2 separate regions of the Arachis hypogaea genome follow, and region 2 is linked to region 1. A link is a contact called in public Hi-C data. All regions are on one chromosome and are shown on one strand. Each heading gives the region's core, a stretch centred on a gene start, on an enhancer-like site or on the middle of the called end of the contact. The rest is flanking DNA. Distances are from core to core; before and after follow the strand shown.

Evidence for each region. Hi-C and Micro-C count contacts between places; a contact is called where the count stands out from the background.
Region 2: a Hi-C map of an unstated tissue shows a contact between it and region 1, with 4 times the contacts expected there. The contact joins two enhancer-like sites. A contact is called at or near these places in 3 of 8 Hi-C or Micro-C datasets (leaf and an unstated tissue).

The regions. Positions count from the first base shown.
Region 1 is chr19:152,269,418-152,275,013 of arahy.Tifrunner.gnm2.J5K5, forward strand. No RefSeq gene overlaps it. Among protein-coding and RNA genes, the nearest start is that of LOC112775296, 22 kb to the left of the region's middle. Within about 2 kb of position 2,909, at least 3 of the 3 cell types and tissues checked have open chromatin away from gene starts, as enhancers often do.
Region 2 is chr19:152,363,924-152,369,519 of arahy.Tifrunner.gnm2.J5K5, forward strand. LOC112776109 (callose synthase 9) reads right to left here. Exons shown (of 53, transcript XM_025820111.3): 48 at 5,324-5,482; 49 at 5,146-5,248; 50 at 4,854-4,973; 51 at 4,539-4,589; 52 at 4,264-4,446; 53 at 3,507-3,957. The coding sequence ends at 3,721. Among protein-coding and RNA genes, the nearest start is that of LOC112776109, 29 kb to the right of the region's middle. Within about 2 kb of position 2,293, at least 2 of the 3 cell types and tissues checked have open chromatin away from gene starts, as enhancers often do.

The DNA.
Region 1 (5,596 bases), core at 1,659-4,158:
ATTTACATGAAGGAAGGTTAGCCAGCACATTAGCAAGGGTCTTTGAAAGAACTCAAAAAATAACGAAGGAATCTCACACAAGGATTAATTATAAAAGTAGAAATACTCTGCTTGTGTCCAGTAAAAGAAATGAAATTGAAGAAAGAGAAATGAGACTCTTGGTGGAATTTGAATCAGCATTCTACAACTTATCTGGACTTTTAGAAAAGCTCCCTGAAGGGATAAAGAGGAATCTCTGCTATTTGATAAAAGACAGAGAAGACCACAAGTGCCAGCTATGCGCCTCAGAGATATCTGAAGAAAGCAATAATGAAACGGAATCAACTCACATGATGAAAGAAGGAGACAATGCATCTGAGGGTCACATGATAAAAGAGGAGGACAGTGCATCTGAAGCATCTCTCAACATTATTGCATAGTGACGTAAGCACTTAGGTCATAGAGCACCAACAATGTAGCTGGTGCAAAAGAACAAACAATGACGTAAGTAATGCCGTCATAAGAAGGGTAAGGATGGGAATTGTCCATCAAACCCAACTATTATAAATAGGTTGCTTAGGCAATTGTAGAAGCATCAGACAATAGGAAGCAGGAGGCTAAGAGTACTCATATGCTAGGAGAGCAAGGAGGAAGCTGCCGAGGCGATTCTATAGTTTGAGGAAGAATTCTCTTAGGGAAAAATAGTTCTAAACTCCCCTCTGGAGTTAGTATCTACAATCTTCCCCCTGGAGATAAAAATCCCTTATGTAAAATATACTAAATAAAGGAAGTTGTTCTCCAGAAAGGTACATCTTCATTCTAGTCTTTCAATTATGAATTATTTAGAAAGTTTAGAATTAAAAGAAAAAAACTGATTATTATAGATTAACTGCTTTATTAGATAATGAAAAGCAGGCTGTTCTAAAAACAGAATTAAATCTCAAATCAAATGAAAATTTTAATAAACAAAATCTTTTAAAAGAAGTTTTTAATAGAAAAAATATAATATACTATGGAAAAATTCAACTTGAAGCTCCTATAAAGATAAAATCTGCCAATGGAGAACTTGAAATAGCTTTGATAAATAATGAAGAATTAAGTAAACAGATTGAGAAAATTAAGGATCAACAAAAAAGATCTAAAATTGGATGGATTCATATTAGTACTATACAAGTCTTAATCAAATCTACATATATGAAAGGAATTAATTCACCAATAAGTTTAGCAATCTGTGACAAAAGAATTACTGATGACCCAATAGATCAAATAATTGGAATTGTTCATGGAAATTTGGCAAACGTAAATGTTAAATTTAATGCCCATCTTGGATATGCTATACCTTTATCAACTGAAAATCTTGGAAGATCTATAAGTTTGGCTTATAAATTTCATAGAAAGAATCTAATGGAACAAGATGATGAACCATTTTCAATTACATATGCAATAAATTATGCTTTAACAAATAGCCATCATAGTATAATATTTAAAAACAGAGAAAGAATTTATGTCGATGAATTATTTCAGAAAATTGTAAAAACAGAAATACCAAAATATAAAGCTATTGAAAACTCACTTCTATTATTAAAAAAACCATCAAGAAAATTGGTTTCATCAAATTTTCAAATAAGAGAATCTAAAATTAATAGCCCTTTAAGTTTATCTAAGCTAAAGATTAAAGAAGAAAATTCTGAAATAAAAGAATTAACAACAAAAGGTCAAAAAATTAAATGAAACCCTAAATACTAAATTATGACAATAAATAAAGAAGAAATATATGTAACTTATCAAGATAAGAAACAAGAGCTCTTTGAAAGAGAAAATCGTTTGAATTATTTGCAGTTTTCTGAAATAAATCAAAGAGCATTTGAAGCTCTAAAAATAATCTATGACAAGTTAAAAAGAGAAGTTGAAGAGCTAGAAAAATTAATAGAATCTCTAGAAAATAGTGATGAAGCGATGATAGAATTTGCAGAAATTCTAAAATAAATAATGAAGCATACAAAGATTGAAAGACCAGAAAATAAAATAAAAAGAAAAAGAGCGAAAAAATTAAAAAGTAAAATAAAGGAGTATAAAAGGGAATTAAATAATCTTCAGATCGAAATTGATGACCTTATAATAAAAAGGATAGAAATAAGAATAAATATAAACAAGTTGGAGTTAAACTTAAAAAATTTATAAATACCTGAAAAATCATATTATGACTTAAAAGAATTAAAGCTGTTGAAAGAAAAAATTGAGAATGAGGTTGAAAAATTAAAAAGATATTTAGAAACAACAAAAAGTGTAGAAATAAAAGAAGTTTTTGAAGATTTGAGAAATTATATTAAAGAAAAAGACAAACAGATAAAAGATTTTATATACAGTAATCCTTGCAAAAAAGAATATTATAAAGTAAAACAATATTGAAAAACTATAAAAATGAAATCAGAATTATAAATACTAGTAATAGCAGAAATGGTCAACATTTTTTATGAATTTGCAAATTATACAAATTATAAACTTATTCGAAGTAAAATATGAAGAGTAAAATTGGTATCAGAGCCAAGTTAACGATTAAGGGTAACATTTTCTCTTTAAGCAACACTTTTAGTGATACGCTATTAAATCAATAAACAACCAAATAAAAACAAAAATTATCAAAACACATCTGTACACTAGATGGACCCATTTTAAATATAGGTGCATTTGTGGTAAGGCATACATGATGATAGTCGTTTCGTTAGACCAAGGGTTGTATACTAAGGGTCAGTCTTTGAAGAGTAGTATGGGCTTTTGGGCTTGATAGTTTCTGTAAATTTGTGGTGCCCTTTATTTTCAGTGGTGCTCTTGTGTAGTGCAATAATGGGTCATGATGAAGTGGGCTAGACCAACCCATCAAACCGAACAAAAGGACCACTCGACCAGAACTAAATATTATATTCAACACAACCAAGCCTCAATATGTTAGTCCAACCCATTATAGTTAGTTAGCGGGCATGCATGTGTTTAGGGGTCTATATAGAATGCTTAAAAGCCATAATCATCCAAGTCCAAAAAAAAAAGCCATAATCATATTGGCCGAAAGAAAAATCCAAAAGTCCACCAGGATTTCATTTTATAGCCACACCCACCAGAGAGCTAGGCAAATATGGATTGAAGATTATCAAGGGGTCCCCTTATGCTGTAATATTGTAGAGTTGTCATTTTTTCGGAGGTTAGCTCCGTCTTCTTAAAAAAAAAAAAAAATTTCTGAGTCATAATTTCTGGCTTTTTTTTTTTAATATGGAAATAAAAGTAGTGATATACCTTAACATTGTAATTTTTGGTGTTTTTTAAAAGTGTGAAAGATACACAAATCGGAGGGTCCGATTTCTATACTTCAAATTTTTTAATTTTTTTTAACAAAAATTCCACAGTCCGATTTTTGTTCTCTCACAAATCTCTCGATCCGATTTCTGTACTTCTCACAAATCGAACGGTTCAATTTTTGTTTATCTAATTAAACGATTTCACATTTGAGAATAACACTCTATTAACCCACATTTTGAAGAATTCAAGGATACATGAAAGTATGTGATTGGTATATATTGAGAAGAATATTATGGGTTATCTGAATTTATTATTTTAAATTATTAATTAGTTATTAATATTTAAAAATATAAAATAAAATATATTATTAGATTGTTAAACTAAAAAAAATAGACTAAAAGAATTGAGTCGATGACTAAGTGATGACAAAAAATAATAAATTCTAATAATATTCTAGTATTTCTCATATATATATAACTCAATATGTGATTATAATTTAATTTGATTAAGATCTTCTAAAACAAAAAAAATTAGTAAAATAATAAAATAAAAAATTAATTACTCTTAAATTAAGATAGTGTGATATACATTTCATAAAAATTATAAAACCAATCGTGATTAACCATTCATTTTATCATTTTACTAATTTTCTGATTTTAGAGAATTTAAATTCAATTTATTTTATTTAAACTAGAGTTAAAATCAAACTAATAATTTCTCTAGTAGTTTATTCTTCTCATGTGGTTGTTCTTCTTATTATTATTATTATTTTCTTTATATAGTTGAGTTAAATTTTTAAATTTAAGTTGGCAATTTAAAATAAATTTTTAAATTTATACCATATAAAATAGGATAATTTTTAATGTGTATTTTGTATTTTAATATATCTCTTTTATACATAATTAATTTTATGACTTATTTTTGGTATATAAATAGTATAATTAAATATTTTTAATTAAAAAAAAATTAGTTAATATTGATTCAAATACAAAATCAAGACTAAAAAAAATATTAGTTACATAACATTTCTCATAAAATTATATGAATTTAAAATCTCCACAATGTGTAGCAATTTACATAAATTACATTTAGAATCGAGATATATAAAATCATTTTGCAAATATTGTAAATAAATAATTTTAAATTCTATTTTATTTCAATATGTAAATTGTTCTAATTAAAATATTGTTACTTATTGAACTATAAGTCATCTAATGGCACACTACCATATCAACAAGCGTAATTTATCCTCTATAACAAGAAGTTTCAGAACAACTGCCTTACAAAATTATTTAAAAGAAAAAAATAAATATTAAATCTAGTTTTTACTATTTGTTCCGTGAGAGAGAACGTATTTTAATCATTTTTAAACTTCAATTAAGATCCCATTATTACAAAAAAATGGATAGATCAATTCTTGTTATGGAATGACAAACAATTACCTGCTGCCATGTAAAAAAATATTGTCAAGTGTCACATCCAAATGAATTTAAATTCTCTAAATTTTAAATTTTTACTTTAAAAAATAAAGTATGATATCTCATCTTTAAATAGTTTCTCTTTTATATTTTCTCTTGATCTTACTTATGAAATAAATTGTAAAAGATCACACTTTATCTTTTAAAATAAAATTTAAAATTTAAAAGATTCAAATCCTATCCAAATAGATACAAGAACTAAAATCTTTCTCCTCAAAAATTAAAAAACTTTTATGATGTGAAAAAGAAGAACCAACACAAAAAGAGATGGCGTAAAAAGAGGAACAAACACAAAGATAAGAGAAAATATATATAAATGTGTTTGTCTCATAAATTAGTGAATTAAGACAACTTTTATAGTGCTTAAAAGAGGAACCAACATAAAGAGAGACGACATGAAAAGAACAACGAATACAAGAAGATACAAATGTGAAAAAATATACATATATATAAATGTGGCTATCTCGCATGCTTAAAAAAAATTTATTTATGTGAGATAAATAATTATATTATGAAATATTAATACAATAATAAAAATATATTGTGTATATAAATTTGATTTATTGAGATTGGAGAAAAAACAAATATACTAAAAAAACAAACAAATTGTTCAGTTGTTCGTCACAGTAAAAGATCAGTTGGGTGCCAGGTCAAGAGCAATGGGTTGAAGGAGGGGGGAATTAGGACATGGCGCGAGCTCTATGATAAGTGGTGTTATCCCAATCGTCGGTGGATCTACGGGCAGGGCCACCTGCAAGGAGATTCCGATATTAAAGTAAGTGTCCGTAAAATAAGGTAGCTAATTAGGATAAAAATGACATACCTTTAAAGAGGAATAGGTCCCTCCT
Region 2 (5,596 bases), core at 1,043-3,542, 94 kb after region 1:
GTTTAATATTCTTTTAGCTATAATTTTTTATTATTTATGATTTTAATATTATTAATTTAATTTAGTCTTTTTAATGAAATTAATAAAATTATAGTATAAAATAAAAAAAACTCTATAAAAATTATAACAGCAAAAAAGTTTATGTGAACAAAAATGATAAAAATTATATAAAAAGTAATAACATATATGAGAGAGCATCAAACAAATATTACAAAAAATAAGCCAATGAGTAATAGCTCAAATGGCATAGTCTCCCCATACTTAATTAAGAGGTTGCGGGTTCGAGTCTCCTATCTTTGGTAAAAAAAAAAAAAATATTACAAAAAACAAAATTTATCTTATGGAGAATAAAAGAGTTACGCTAGTCACGAGAATTGGCCATGATATGTGCTTCAGGTTGTGTTTCAAGACAAAATAAAAATAATAGATTGAAATTGAATATAAAGATAGATCAAAATTTAAAATAAAAAATAAAAAGAGTAAATTAAAATTGAATAAAATAAAAAATTATTTTATTTTTTATTTAATTTTTTATGAAATAAAAAAAACTTATTCAACTTAATTTTAACACACTATGATTTGATATAAATTGAAATTGAACAAAAGAAAATATTTTTATCTTCGAGATGCAACAAAAAAATAACTCACTTAATTTTATTTATTCACACTATAATTTTATTATAAAACTAAAAAATGAGTTTTCACTTTTTTAATCTCTATTTTTATTTTACGGTTACAATAATTTAAGAGATATTTATAATTTTATATTAGATTAAAAATAAAAATTCTAAGCCTACTAATCTAAATCCAATTTACTAAATAAATAAATAAATAAAAATATATGAAATTAAACTGAACATTCTAACACCTAAAAATATAAATTAATAACCACAAAATAACGATTAAACTCCTCAGTCCTCATGTCACAATCTATGTATAATCTAATTTTAATAGTTCATTCACCAATAACCCAAATGGAGTGAGACACGTACAAGCCTGGAGTGTTACCTCTCGCAATTCTTTTAAGAATAATGAGAAGCTATAAAAGCAAGTTTATCGTTTTTTTTTTTTTAGATATATTGGATTGCTCTCAATTTTAGGCTATATTAACACACATTACACTCATATACATAAGACTTTTATTTAGAGTTGACTACTTGTACAATATAAATCAGTTTTTAGTCGGCCTTTAAATATAATATTTTATTATTTTAATTTTTTAATTAATCATATTTCCTATTTTTAAGAAACCACTCTTATTTTAAAGAATCTCTAACTTCTTATTACTATAATAAAGCATTTCCTTTATTTTCTCCCTCTCTCGTAATGTAATCATCACCAATCTCTTGTTCACACACACTCTCTCTTTAGTAAAAACTATATTATTCTCTCATATAGTAAAGTTCTTTGCTTCAAATAAAAAAAACTCATGTAAATATTTTATCTACACATTCGAAACTAGAATATCATTATAAATTCAGCTGGTCCAATTAAACACAAACACATTTAAAATTATGTTGCCTTTGATTATTCAAAAAAAAAAAAAAAACAAGAACAACAAAAACGTCCAAAATTATGTTACCTTTCATTAATCGAGAGAAAAATAAAAAATAATATAAACACATCTAAAATCATGTTGTCTTTCATTAATTGAAAAAAAGGAGACAAACCACTACAAGTTTGATTACAAGTTCAGCTGGTTGCAATTAAACACATAAACACATCTAAAATTATGCAACTGTTCAGTAACCAGAATTAAAAAAACAACAATATAAACACATCTAAAACACATAAAACACATTTAAAATTACACAGCCTTTCATTAACCAAATTAAAAAACAGCATAAACACATCCAAAATTATACTTTAATTAATAAAAAAAACAAGAACAATATAAACACATCCAAAATTATGATGCTTTTTATTGATCGAGAAAAAAAAAAGCCAGTAAGATCAGCATACGTTTATTAACAGAAAAAAAAAGGATAAGATACGGGAGAGAAAGCACTACAAATCATTCACAACAGTGAACAAAAATTATCAACACAGCCACATCCAAATACTCATGAGTGTTTCCGACGCGGGGGGAGCGGCGTGGAGGAAGAAGGCGACCCGACTGAGAAGCGGCGTGGAGGAGGAAGGCCGCACGACAGAGCTGCACAGGGAGAGTAAGGGGAGTAGCGCGGAGTGACGGAGCTGCACAGGAGGAGAAGCGCGGTGTGCAAGAGCTGCGCAGGGGGAGGAGACCGACGCGGGAGGAGGAGAGTGCGGGCAGAGACTAACGACGGCGGCGATGAAGATAAGCTTGGAAGGAGAGGAATGTGACGTTGTAGATGAGCGCCGAGGTGGAAGAAGGCAGCATCGAGGATGAGGGCCGAGGAGGACGGTGACGCGGACGAACGGCGGCGGAAGATGACTTCTCTAAGTTTTCAAAGTGTGCCGTTGAGTTTTGGATGTGACTCTTTTGGATTTTGAATGTGGGATAAATGTGACTTCTTTACTTTGGCCATTGCCAAGATTTGAACCCGTGTACAACATATTAAGAGGCAATACATAACCACTTAACCAAAGCCTCATTTGCGGGTTAAGTACTTGGGTTAAGTACTTGTTGGGAAGAAGTGGCATTTGATTTTGAGAATAGGCCAAAAGCCTAAAACAAGACATTGAAAATAGAATACAAAGGACCAAAGACACAATTAGTATTTTTATATTTTGTTTGGTAATAAAGTAAATACACAATAGAACAAATAATAAAAAATTCAATTTACCTTCATTTTTTTCTTCACACAATTTAAAATAAAAAATAAAATAATAAAAAAATATAATTATAAAAATTCGACAATGATAATAAAAAACAATAATAAATTGTTTTCGTTCAGTATTTCTATGTTCCTATAAAAAAGGACACAAAATACACTAATTCAATATCTTACGACACAATGGCTCTATCCATATCTCACCTACCAAACGTAGCAAGTAACTTGTGGACTTATATTCATTTTGTATTATATATGTATCAATATACCAGTAGCTTGCTAGTAACATTATTGTTATCCATGAGAATAGTGACGTTTAAGTGTCACATTTTATAAACATATTGATATCCAATATGTTAAAGATCTATTTACAATTTTGTAGCAAAAAAGAGTATCAAAAGACTAAACAAAGAATCAGATGGATTTGACCTTATTATACACATGAATTGCACTCAACGTCAGGTGGGTTTTGTCTTTCGTGAAATCTGGAGAACTGGTGGCTTAACAGCTATCCTATTAAGCAGCTTTTTCTATTATGCAAGTTAAAGAATTTAGAAAATACTAAAGAACTAACACTTTTAGTGAAGAAAATATTAACTAATATTAATTCAAATATATAAAAAATTGTTACCTATTTAGTGATTTTGATTTTTAATTTCTCATTCCAAGATATACATTAGTTACGGGTTTAGAAGAGCGCAAGAGATCTAAAGTAGGACCACAAAATAAAGCAACCGGGATATCACAATATAACGAAAGTCAAAACTGAGATTTGCGGATATTTGTTTCAACGATACTTCAAACGATTTAAATGACATACACTAGAAGAAATGATGATACAAAATGAAGATACCTACGGGAAATCTAAACATCCTACGAGGAAATATACAAACTATGACCTCCCTTCAACAATACTCATCTGTGGGGGGTAAGACATAAGCTCTAAGTACAAGAACAGGTACAACTATATCCCAGTATTGGGATTGTTCCCGGCAAGGATAAGGGAAATTTCTAGACCTCTGCTAAAGGCTTGGTTAAACATGAGGCGAGTTTGGAATGTTGATACAAATGGGAACCATGAAAAGAATGCAATGGGTATAAAGATAATCATTCCCATGCCAGCATCATACAGGCGAGCAATTGATCGAACGGATTTCCATAGTCCCAGCTTCTTCATCACAGGCTTCCAAGCAGCAGCAATCTACACATGGACATGAACCAACGTAGAAAAATCAAATAGTAGTACTACAAAACGAAATAATTATTAAAACCATTTCATACATTATCTCCTCAATTCAGTGAGCTTTGTTTGGACAGTGGTACTGTTTTAGTCAAAAGAAATGGTTAAAATGGATAAGATTAACAATCAATCCCTGTATGGAACAAGATATATCATTCTCCTTTTGAGTTATGTCCACTCAATCTAAGTAGGAGATCATGCAAGTATCTCTGTCTGACAAGTATAAAAGAAAGTTAAGACATGAAGATCAGGAAAAAGAGAACTCACAGAAAGAATTCCCCATCCGGTGGGAATAAATGCCAATATCGAAGCAAATATGTCAGGTATGGACAACTTTGTCAATGCAACTGCAACGGCTATACCAGCCAGTGCCAACAAGAGGGAGACTCCTTGTATAAAGCGTAACAAAAGCTGGAAATTGACTGATATCTTCTGACTGAAGGTAAATACCTATAGAATAACAATACAAGGCCAACCTCAGGAATGAAGATGCAAAGTTACTGATACACACGCTATATACCACAGGCAATACATTTTCGCACCTTGAAAAGCAATATAAGCACGGCCAACACCACCCATGACAGGCCATAAACCTATCCAAAATACCAAACCTGATTGATTAGTTGACTGGGAGCTCATTGAATACAAGTAAATATGTTTAAAAGTTTTTCTTTAGTACATCAAACTGCCTGCATAAGTTCTATCAGTGAAGATAAAAACAATAAAGCGTATAACAAGAACCAAAAAAACTGCAAATGGAGTTGTAACTATGCAAACTTGATTAACTTTTCATGTTGAAATTTTAAAACACTCAAAATAAGATAAGAGGGAAGAGTTGTCCTCCTAGTTTGTTATACCCTCAATGAAGTATCTGATCCTTGCACATTAAGCTTGTACACAATGCCATACTGGAAGATGAAAAATCTTAGACTCAGGATGGTCTCTGCTATCCTTGAACCAAAACTCTTGATATGGGCCTGTTGACATGATAATTTATGAAAACTATAAGTGGAAAATATCACTGAATAAAGAAAACTTAACTCTAATATTAGGGTAAGGAGGAAGTGAAGTTTGATGGACCAGCTAGAGTCTATAGATACAAATAGAGATGCAAACAATTTTAAAAATGACTAGTTATATATTCAATACCAGTTCTTCATCCCACCAAGCTTCCCAGCTTTCTTCTCCCTTGACACCAATGCCACCTCTGTAAAGCAGCCAATTTGTCCAATCTCTGAAGTCTTCCACTACCCTTAAATGACACCACAAGAGGCTGAATCAGTAAAACTGAAACCAATGCCAGAGAGATTACAAAGATAATACTTACTTTTGCCACTCAAATCCAGACGGGTTGAATAAATAGGGAGCAAATAACCAGGACAGAGCCATAAACCAACTGCTTACTGTCAGAAGAATGTATGAGACTGCACCTCCATTATTATACCCATAAGCAAGATATACAATCAACAGAAGCACAACTTCCAGCCTGAAGAAGAAGACGAATTAGCATGCTTATGGGATAGAGAGGGATATGAATTGCAGATTGTGTGTAATGAAATTCTTTGGAATTCGGGAAACTTAATCTGTCAAAGGAATCAAA